Linked DNA regions of Mus musculus: region 1 is linked to region 2. A link is a contact called in public Hi-C data. All regions are on one chromosome and are shown on one strand. Each heading gives the region's core, a stretch centred on a gene start, on an enhancer-like site or on the middle of the called end of the contact. The rest is flanking DNA. Distances are from core to core; before and after follow the strand shown.

What was found. Hi-C and Micro-C count contacts between places; a contact is called where the count stands out from the background.
Region 1: a contact with region 2 is called in a Hi-C map of Th2 cells, with 2.3 times the contacts expected there. The contact joins the enhancer-like site here to the promoter of Tex48 in region 2. A contact is called at or near these places in 14 of 39 promoter capture datasets (the 3T3-L1 cell line, 3T3-L1-derived adipocytes, the C10 cell line and 11 more), 1 of 15 datasets of contacts at CTCF or cohesin (the NIH/3T3 cell line), 20 of 484 Hi-C or Micro-C datasets (B cells, CD8 T cells, the CH12 cell line and 14 more), 2 of 115 datasets of contacts at active chromatin or transcription factors (both in CD8 T cells) and 4 of 9 other capture datasets (adipose tissue, embryonic stem cells, liver and 1 more).

Annotation. Positions count from the first base shown.
Region 1 is chr4:63,821,494-63,827,373 of GRCm38.p6, forward strand. No RefSeq gene overlaps it. Among named protein-coding and RNA genes, the nearest start is that of Tnfsf8, 37 kb to the right of the region's middle. Within about 2 kb of position 1,833, at least 21 of the 459 cell types and tissues checked have an H3K27ac peak or open chromatin away from gene starts, as enhancers often do. A contact at or near this core is called in CD8 T cells, Th1 cells and Th2 cells, where this site is marked.
Region 2 is chr4:63,619,367-63,624,642 of GRCm38.p6, forward strand. It overlaps Tex48 (testis expressed 48), which reads right to left and starts at 3,067. Exons shown (of 5, transcript NM_029324.3): 1 at 3,040-3,067.

The DNA.
Region 1 (5,880 bases), core at 583-3,082, 200 kb after region 2:
ATTTGAATGGCTGTACAATAACCGCAGAGTGAAAATCAGTTTCTATTCTCTAGTCCAGAAATTATGTTCTTATGGGTAAGATTTACATGTGTTGCCAGCAGTTTCTTACAATTTTCTGAATTGTAACAATTTAAGAGACCACAGAAGATTGACACAACCTGAATTCATGAAGCAACACTGTCAGGAAACTTCTGTCTCAGAATTTCCTTCTTTTCCACATATTTTTGGAAATAGAACATCATTCTTGTTTACCCTTTTTGTAAAAGGAGAAAAGAAAAAATCAATACAGGAAGTTTTTGTTTTGAGAACAGCTTGTATTCAAATCATCATGTGATTCAGAGAGAGGCACTGTTGGCATCTTTTCCTCACTGCTTATCTATCTATCTATCTATCTATCTATCTATCTATCTATCTATCTATCTATCTACCTATCTATCTATCATCTATCGTGTTTCCCAGTCACAGGGATGAGCTTTGGTACATGTTTAAGCACATCCTCTTGTCTAAGGTAATTTAGAGATCTCAGTAGTGCAATCTAAAACATAGCTATAAAGGATTTTTCATATTCATGTGGGCTTCATTAGATACCCCTTACTAGTGTAATTGGAAAAATTAGTTTCATTTTCCTCCAAGTCATTATCTGTTTTCAGCTTCCTTGAGTAAGTAGCTACCTGAAAACCAAAATAAAGACTCCATGGACCAAAAAAAAAAAAAAAAAAAAAAAAAAAAAAAAAAAAGAAAGAAAGAAAAAAAAAGCAATAATTTTCTTAAAGCATTGCCTTCGTTATAACTTCTTTGGAGAGACTTTTATTAAAATCTATTATTTAAAAAAAACTTTATGAGATGAAGTATGTTCATGTGGCTCAATGAGCCTTCAAACTCTCCTTCTGCCTCGCTCTTCCCCCTCCACCCAATGTGCTATTCTAGCACTTCTTTCTCTCCCTTTCTTTCCCCACCCTCTTCCTTTCCTTCCTTGCTTCTCTCTCTCACACTTTCCCTCTCTCCTTCCTTGCCTCTTACTCTTTCAATTCCTTCATATTTTTAGAGTGAATATAACCAAGTCCATAGAAGGTCTAAAAATTTCCCCCAACACTAACAGACACAATTGTGAAAAACTCTGATACAGTCCTTATCACAGCAGGCAGTCTTGAGGGCTGCAGGGAGTAGTGATAGGATACACTTCTCTCTGTGGGCAAATTTTTAATGTGTGTGAGTGTGCACTGCGCATATATCTGAACATACAAGGCACCAGCAATACCAGCCAGGGCTGCAGCATGCTTTCTTTAAAGGGTCAACTGTCAGCTTTGCAGGCATGCGGGAGCTCTTGCATTCTGGGATAGCCACTTCCCTCACCACAACTGCCCCAAATCAGGCATGGATTCTGAATGATGAAGGATAAAGTTGTGCTCCTTCAACACTTTATGGTCAGCCATTTGGCAGAGGCTGCCTCTTGCTGACTCCCGAATACAGTGTAGTACTGAGTACAATAAAAATCAATGCCAGGGTCTCCCAGTCTTTATCAATGGACAGTGTTGCTTAGTTCTCTCATCTGTCATTTGAAATAATGGTCTTGTAAACCCAAAAGTGCTACGCAGGCATCTTAGATGGCATTTGCTCCATCTTCCATTTACTGAAGAAATATACATCAGACACCCACTGTGTGCCAAGAGCTTTCCTGGGATCACAATGATGGTAGATGCAGATGAATCACATACAATTTGGAAAAAGTACTAATACCGGAGTGCTGGATGATTGTGAGGTTGGGCTCACAGCACAAGATGACAGCCTGGAGGTGGGGGTGGGGTTTTACCCAAGATACAGGCGCTCATGAAGGGAAGTGGTTTGTCCTGGGCAGGAAATGAGTACACACGTTGGGATGGGGGTGGCCAAACTTCTTCCCCTGTCTGGAACCCAGAAAAGTTGTGCCAAGACTCCGAATTACAGAAAGAGCTGTATGATTCTGTATGGGGGTGTGAGCTATTTCCTGGCCATACTGGGTTTGACTTAGGGTGAATGGTATTATTGAATTCATACTTTTCCACTCCCAAGTGTCAGTGGCAAAGAGAACAGGTACCCCATTTGTGGAGAAACCAGAATCAAGACTCAAGGTTCTGCAGAGGCTTAAATGAGCAAGTCCTTTTCTGTAGCCCAGAATAGAGTGTGAATGGGAGGAGGATCAGGCCAGAATAACTAGAAGGAGGGATGGTTTTACTTTGTACACACGGGAGGGAATGCATTCTGCATTTGGATATTGTTCTCAGAGAACAAGGTCAGACACATAGGGTGCAGAGAGTGAATGACTCTGGTGGTGAGACCATTAAGTCTCATGGTCTAACTTAGCCTGATAGTGGCTCCTGAGAAATAAGATCTGATATGGAATTTTGTGAAAAAGGTCAAGTTAACTAAGCTGAAAGGGTAGAGGTGGGGCAAAATCCTTATGGATGACGCTTGCACAAAGGCAAGTGGCCTCCTGGCTGCTCACCACTCTCTGACGATAGATGAGACTCGGGAGCCAGATGGTGAATGTTTACAACTGGTTCTTCAGCTAAGAAGCTGCTTACTCTTGGACAAGCTTTTGCATTTCTTTGAACCTCTGTTTCTCCAATAATCTCATGTGATTATTGGGAGCATGAAATGGCCTACAGTGTCTGGAAGGTTTAGCGTACTGCCTGGATTCAATAAGCGTCAGCAATCGTGCTTACGTGCTATAGAATGGATTAAGTCAATACATCATGAATGACATCAGAGGAACCTGGAAAGATCACAGTTGAGCTCTGTGTCTTTGTGAACATGCATCAGCAGCAGGAACAGAGTTTCCTTCAGCATTTGGCTGTTGGTTTCTTAGCTGCAACTGTCTATCCTGGGATGGGATGGGCATTTTTTTTTTCCTGTTTACTCCAGAGCTTCTGCTGACTCTATGTGGACAGCTAGTAAAAGGAAACCAGAGAGTCAGAAAAGGGCAGAGTCAGAAGGTCACCACAGTTATGTCATCTGTGGTCTAAGCCATGAGAATGGAATAGTGAATTACTTAGGCTGGGTTCTCTTGGAGGAGGACTGACCTTCAGCTTCGTGTGCCCCGAGATACATTCGTCAATAACTCAAGCTGGTCATTCCCTCATTCTACTGATGGTGCAATTCTATTTCCAAGTTCTGTTTGTGCCAGACACCTTGGTTCGTGCTGCTTCAGAGATGAATTTCTGCTTCATTTCTATGTGGACAAGGGGCTTATCTGCAGCGGCGGGTCTGGGGCTGCCTCAGCGTAGACTTAAGGAGAGGGTCCTTGGTGTTCTGCCTCTGTGGAAGCCTGACCCTAAGGAGTTCTCCATTTTGTAGGGATTGTAGATATACTCACCCTTTGAGTGTTTGCTTCATGGAGGTCTTTGCTGAGTGAGCCAATGGCTGTTTTCTCCTGATGCAGAAGGAAACACCTTTGTGCATAATGAACCTTTATTTCTTTCAAACCTGCATTGATTCGTTATCTCCTTCTCTGCTCTCCACAAGCCAAGGTCTTTTAGAGAAAGTGTCCACAATAAAATACCCCCAGCTGCATACTTTTCAAACTTAGTACGTATCCTGACTTGGTGGCGTTGGAAAGGATTCTTCTCATTTTAAAGCAGAGGAACAAAGAGTCCAAGAGACTTGCTGAGGTCAGAAGGTTAGCAATTTCTTTTACGAGGACTTAACACTCAAGCATGCTGATGCTGTAGTGACTGTCTCTTCCCATTGTTAATCTCTACATGTTTTCTCTCCTTTCTTTACTACAGGGAAGGGACAATCCTCACCAGAGCATCTTGATGGTGTCCAAAGCTTTCACCACAATGGGCATACTCTTATCCCAGCCCGCAGCTCTTTCCCAAGAGTCCCACGGAGAGAGTGAGCAAAAGGGCAAAGTTTAAAAATGGATGATAATTTCCAATGAATGAAAGCATTGTGTTTATATACTGATGCGTTCTCTAATGTGTAGGCTGTCACATTTGCCTAGATGCAGGAAGGGAAAGGATATGCTACTTCCAAAGGTAGACAGAGCTGGAGGAATGGGGGATAGAGTAGACTCTAAGCCATCATCTTTACTAGAGAAGCCAGTGTTCTCTAGATAGAGTGGTACCTTGGGATATTTCTTTAACAAGATCCTTAACAAAAATCCATGTCCTGTTCCATATCTGTAAGAGATGCTCCTTTTTCTCCAAGTTGCTGGGTGATGCCAACATCAGGACGTAATTTGAATGTTGAAAATTTAAACAATTAACTTTAAAAGCTTTGCTCATTTATTTTAGCATGCATTTAAATTTTTTATCCAAAAATACTTTTATTTATCCTTACCAATTGTACACTCAGATACAATGTACCTTGCTTGCATCATACTCTATTCACCTTCATCTCCTGTTCACTGAGCTCAGTTAGTGTATCCTGCAGGTGCACTGGGAAATCTGTGCATGTGTGGGGGTCCAGTAGCTGCACCCACAAAAGAAAAAGGCACGCCTCAGCTATCAATTGCCAATAGCCCCTCAGCTATGGGCAGAGCCTCATGAAACCCTCCCCTAACAATACTGAATAAGCACACATTTTGACTTTTTATTTAAGTCAAAGTGATTTCATAAATCAGGGTGATTCCCAGGAAGATACCATCTGATTCTTTAAATGATGCCAAGGATTATTTTATGTTTTTATTTTTTAAGTTTATTTTTTATTATTAGATACTGTCTATATTAACATTTCAAATGTTATCCCCTTTCCTCATCTCCCCTCCAAAAACCCCCTATCCCATCCTCTCTCCCCCTGCTCACCAACCCACCCACTCTCACTTACCTGTTCTGGGATTCCCCTACACTGGGGCCTTCACAGGACCAAGGACATCTCTTCTCAATGATGTCCCACAAGGCTATCCTCTGCTACATATGGGGCTGGAACCTTGAGTCCCTCCGTGTGTACTCTTTGGTTGGTGGTTTAGTCCCTGGGAGCTCTGGGGGTACTGGTTGGTTCATATTGTTGTTCCTTCTGTGAGGTTGCAAACTCCATCAGCTCCTTGGGTCCATTCTCTAGCTCCTCCATTGAGGACCCTGTGCTCAGTCCAGTGATTGCCTTAATCATCATCTCACCAAACAAGAGAGAGAAAGGAGAGTCCCAAGCTCTTTGGGTGTGATGAAGAGATGCAGGAAGCCTGCCTGTCTCTGTACATTCCTGCTGCTGAAGCAGAGCTCCACTCCCCTCTCCCAACAGGAAGAGTCCAACCTGGGACCAGAATATTGCAATCTCCCTTTTCATGGTGGCACTCCTTAATGACTCCCCTCCCTTTCAGAGGAGTGGCAGATACTAGCTTTGGGAATACTTATCCCAACTTCCGTATCTCTGAGGCTGGGATCCTCCCTGGTAGATAACTAGCACTTCCCAGTGTTAATGGCTCCCGTCCTTGAGAAAAATGAACCAAGCATCCTTGCAAAGATCAGTACTCCACTTTTTGTCCAGGAGAGAAGGGCAATTAGGTATTCCCAGACAGCTGTGGCCAGTTGTAAAAACTAGTTCCTGATAGCCCTCAGGTCAGAGGAGTCCTCTCCCAGCTGCACAATTCTGCCTTGCTGTCTGAACAAACAGTATTGAGTTTGAGGGATGGTTTTTCTTGTCACCTCCCCATCATGTAACCCCAAAGCTGAGGATCCCTGCTTATGCATAAAAACTTCCAGCCCCTAGCTAGACTCCAGTATCGCATTCTTAACCTGTGGGGAAGGTTTGCTATCTAGGTCTGATTCAAATAAAGGCTCTTTTGTTATATTACAGTGGGTTGGCAATTCTTAGAGTTCTTCTGTGGCACCCAAGAGGCCCTGGCATAACAATATCCCATTGCATCCAGTTAGTGCCACTCAAGTGTATATGGGCATGAGACCA
Region 2 (5,276 bases), core at 1,817-4,316:
CAAATGCTCAAGTCAGGCCCAGTGTCTTTCTCTTCTTGCTGTCTGAGGATCCCGATGTAGACCTTTCAGCTACCTCTCCAGCACTTTATCTGCCTGTGTTCCCTTGTCTGCCTGAGTGCTGCCATTCCATGCTTTCCACCAAGAAAATAATGGACTAAACTTCTGAAGCATAAGACAGCCCCAATTAAATGCTTTTCTTTATGCAAATTTCTGAGGTCATGGTGTCTTTTCACAGCAATAGAACACTGACTAAGACATAGAAGTTGCAGGAAAAAATAAATCTTGCACCATTGTCAAAACTCAGACTGTCTGGGGTTCATTCCTAGGTAAGTCAGAATCCTAGGGATTCTAGAGACTAGGCATTTGTATGGCACCATTGTGCTTTCCTACTCTTCTGGAAACTAATAGCCTGTGTCTGTCTGTCATATGGGGGTAGTAGAAATGATTACTTAAGGAGGCTTGCTGTTAGGTTGGGCACCAGTCTTCCCAGTGCCGTCAGGGGTTTATCGTTCTGTGCAACAAATACTTAGGTGATTTTAAGTGGTTGACTCCCTGGTACCTATGGTAGGCTGTGTCCTCTTCCACAGTTTGAAGGACTAGAGACCTTGACCATCTAGATCATTTTCTTTCACTGTAACTGACACAATCACACAGCCCACACCCCGATGTATAACTGAGTAAGCTTGGCAGTTATGGGTTGTATTATAGAATGTGTTTGTATGTTTCGGCTAACTAGGGTGCCTATTACCAATACTTCACATTGTATCCTTACAGGTGAAGTCAACCTAGATCTCAGCTAAAGGAGTAGGTAGCCTCCTCCTCCTCCTCGTCCTCCTCCTCCTCCTCTTCATCCTCCTCCTTTTTCTTCAAGTCTTCTTATATAGCCTAGGCTGACCTGGATTATTTCTGCTTCTTCCTTCCTTCCTTCCTTCCTTCCTTCCTTCCTTCCTTCCTTCCTTCCTTCCTTCCTTTCTTTCTTTCTTTCTTTCTTTCTTTCTTTCTTTCTTTCTTTCTTTCTCTCTTTCTTTTCTCTCTCTCTCTTCCTTCTTCCTTCTTTTTCCTCCTCCTCCTCCTTCTCTTCCTCCTCCATCTCTGAGTTTTTTGTTTCCTTTTTTTAAAATTATTTTTTATTTTTGAGATAGGGTTTCTGTCCTGGAAATCTCTGTAGACCAGGCTGGCCTCCAACCCAGAAATTTGCCTGCCTCTGCCTTTGAGTACTGGGATTAAAGGAAGGTGTACACCATTATCACATTACCACCCGGCTTGCCTCAGCTTCTTGATTGCTGTGTTTGCAGGTTTTCCAGTTCTTAAGATATTGAAGCCATGGTTTGTTCCCTGTCATTCACTCAGCATATGCTTGTTTAGAGTCAAGTGCTTTTTAGGCACCTCCGGTCCAACACATGGCACAGCAAGAGACTGAAAATCAAAGCTGAGAAGAAACAGTGCTGCAGCCAGAAACCTCATTTTTGTGAGTGGAAAGATTCAAGGATAGCTGGTGTCAGTGGTAAAGATTTGGACAAGCTTAGAGGGTCTTCCTACAACTAGGATTGAGGGAGCAGGGGGAGGTAACACAGAGAGGGGAAAAGGGTATCCACAAATCCTAGGCACAGACCTACTTCCCTGGGAAGATGCTAACAGATTATCACAAGTCATCTATTAATGAAAGTGCTACTGGCCAATATGATGGAAGAGTTGCACACTGTTGTCATCTCATACTAGAAGGTCCTAGATGCCCAAGTGCCTCTTGTCTCTGGAATCCTAGCAGTTGGTAGGTAGCCTTAGTGCCTCCCCAGACCCTTATGCACTGGCTATAAAGCTCTCTTCTATCTGTGGTGAAAACACAGCTCTCCATTTAACTGGAAACAAACTCCATTTCTGTGCCACATGTCAAACAGGAACCTTTCCTCCAAATAGCTTATGCACATACAAGAAAACACAAGTACTCAAACTCCCTCTCCCTTAAACGTACACTGCATTGTGCCCTTGTCCCTTTTAGCTATAGGCCTTGGAGATCACAGCCACTGGCTGTGCTTCAGGAACTTGGAATGGGGTTCTATGAAGGCTGCTGTGCTCTTCATATCTTTACCTGGAAATCCTGATGATAGGCAGTTGTAAATTGCCTACTCTCCAGAATTGGGAAATCTTTTAGGGAAACCGGCAACTCACAAGAGCATTATCTGGAAAGTAAATATTTTTCTGAGGCAGGGTCTTATGTAGCTCAGGCTGGCCTTGGACTCCATATTGCAAGAATGACCCCAAATTTCTGAACCTCCTACTTCTACCACCCAAGTGCTTGCATTAAAGGTGGAGGCCACCATCCCTAGTTTATGTGGTACTGGGGATGGAGCCTGGGTCTTCATACAGGCCAAGCAAGCCTTCTACCAACAGAGCTACATCCCTAATCCCTTGGGGTATAACTCTTTATGATTATTTCATAGAAAAATAATATATAGCGTCTTAAAACCTCAGCTCTTTGATCTGTAACCTGGAAATCCCAAAGCAAAGCAAAGCAAAGCAAAGCAAAGCAAAGCAAAGCAAAGCAAAGCAAAGCAAAGCAAAGCAAAGTGGCATGTGAAGACTCAGAGCAATGGAAAGTGGCCTGCACAGCTTTCTGGCATGCTGTGAAGCCTCAGAATGTAAGAGATGCTGGTGTTGAAGTGGAGGAGGGCGGAGACTTTCATGCAGTACTATGACCCATCTCTAGATGGGGACAAGAGTCAAAGAAGAGGCTCTTGGTTTGTCCTGTCCTATTTAAGTTTCAGGTCTCCGGAGACTTCAGAACATGCTGACCAGGTGAAGCAAGGTCACTAAGGTGAAGCAGGCAGGATTCTAGAGCTGGAGGAGTCACTTAGGGTCATTCATCACTGTTGTGGGGATGTGGTAGGCAGAGAGAAACTGAGGGTAGAGGCCAAGGAAGGATTGTGTCTGATGCTGGTAGCAAATGAATAGGTCTCCACCAGTGTGGGGACACTGCCATCCCTTTGGTGCAGGGAATGTCACCCCTCCCACCCTTAGGCCTTACCTTTGAGCCCCACTTACTTGTTGCTGGCAGAGAGGAAAGGAGGCTGTGATGTCACAGAGAACGTTAGTGACCCGGCTTTTGGACTAGACCATAAGGCGGGGAGGAAAGAGGCTATTGTGACCTGCTGACCCTTCCTATCATGATCCATCTTTCTGTGTGTGATGCCAAGCTGTCCACCATTGCTGTCCCTCAGAGCAACAGAAATCCAAGTTCTTCTGTCTGTGTGGAATACTTTGAGGGTGTCAGGCCAGAAGGGGGCGCTACAGCACTACACGAGAAAGCATGGGGCAGGGTCTGTCTCCTAATGTATCTGGCTATTAACCTCAGGGAGATGGACTTTATGCCTCAGCTGTCCTTCTGTAAAATAGGAATAATAGTTATGTGTCCTCCATGTATTTCCAGGATGAAATGACATCAGAGTTGTAAGCACTGGGCAGGTGCCTGGATGCTGTAGTAACAACTCCACAGAAGGGGAGTGGTGGCAATGTGTAAAAACAAGTGACATTTCTTCCCAACCCATCTTCCAGAAAAAGAGGAATTGATTCCTGATGGATTCCTAGAAATTTCCTCACCCTATGGGGTGGGCTTTCAGTTCCCCACTTGGAACATCTTGGTGCTATTTGGGGGAGTCACGTTAGGTGAAACCCCTCTATCAGCATTGTCTTTGGATGCATGTAGAGGTCATGGTATAACAGAAGATGGAAACAAATGGAAGTCAGTGCTGGACTTATGTGCTGGTGGGTGATGGGGGTTAAGCAACTTTAAAAGTACCAGTGGCAAGTAGCACTCACTGCTTCTTCATAGGAGCACTGAAGAGTCTCGGGTCTGGCTGCCAATCATCTTCCCTTGTACTGTTGTTGAAACTTGGACTGTCTGGGGTCCATTCCTAAACAAGTCAGAATCTCAGGGACTCTAGACACTGGGTACCAGTATGGTTTCAAAGCTTTCCTGGTGATTTCTTTGTGTAATCAGGATGTATTAAGTTGGGGCTGGTAAGATGGCTCAGTTGATAAAATGCCTGCTGTGCATGCATGAGGATCTGGGTTCAATTCCTAGGACTTATGCAATATGTTGCTATATGTGTAGGCATGCACAAATATATACATACTATATGCTGAGTCTATTCTTTTTTTGCTGTTTGTGTACATATGGTTTTAGGGCTGACCATCTTGCGTTGGATAAACAGTTAAGGGCTCTTCTCTAGGGGAGGCTAATTCTCCCTCAACAGTCATTTGTTGCCTAGAAAAAAACCCTTAGTATTGGAACTTTTTAACCCAAAGTAAGTCGATTTACTTTGAAAAGAATTCTGGGTGTGGTTGTGCATTTTTTAATCCCAGTACTGGAAGTGAAGAAAGAGCTTGCTGGCTGATTAGTCTAGCCTAATTGGTGTGCTCCAGGCCAGTAGAGACCTTGTCTCAAATGTAATGATAAACTGAATATAATGGCACATGCCTTTAACCCTAGGACTCTGAGAGGCAGGGGAATCTTTGTGTTCAAGGCCAGCCTGGTCTACCTAGTGAGACCCTGACTCAAAAGAGGTAATCAAATGAAAACAAACAGCAACGATAATGATAATGAAAGCTAGGTAGATGCTGTTCCTGAAGATGACGCTGAGGATGCCTGGTGTCCGCTGGACTCTACATGCAAACACTTATACACTAAAAAAGGTGCTGAATTACAATGTGGGAATCACATGATGTACCCACATGATGGCTCTCAACTCTAGGCTGCTTCTGAAATGCTCAAAGAAGCTTTAGAAAATGCCAGTTCTAGCTCCCAGCTCAGAAGATCTCTCTCTCTCTCTCTCTCTCTCTCTCTCTCTCTCTCTCTGTGTGTGTGTGTGTGTGTTGGGAAGGTAGAATCCAGGCACTAGTAGGTTTGAAAAATTTTCAGACAGTATTGAAACCCATTGGCTTACAGAATAGTTTTATATTTTTATTTTATTCTTGTTATTTGATAATGCACATAATGGATTCTTGATCACATCTACCCCTCATTATCATCCTACTCATAAGGACCCCCTTCCCTCTCAGAGTCCCCATCCTGCTTTCATGGCTTTCCCTTCACCTCTTTCTTTTTCGTTTTTGTGACTTACTGAGTTTGATTAAGGCTGTTTCTATGAGCATGGATTGGGGGTTATTTATTAACAAGTGGCTATTGCATTGAAGAAAATGGCTCCTCCATCCTTGGTAGCCGTTCACTGCCAATGGCTGCTCAGGGAGTGCCTCTGGAGCCTCTTCCTCATCCGTGACAG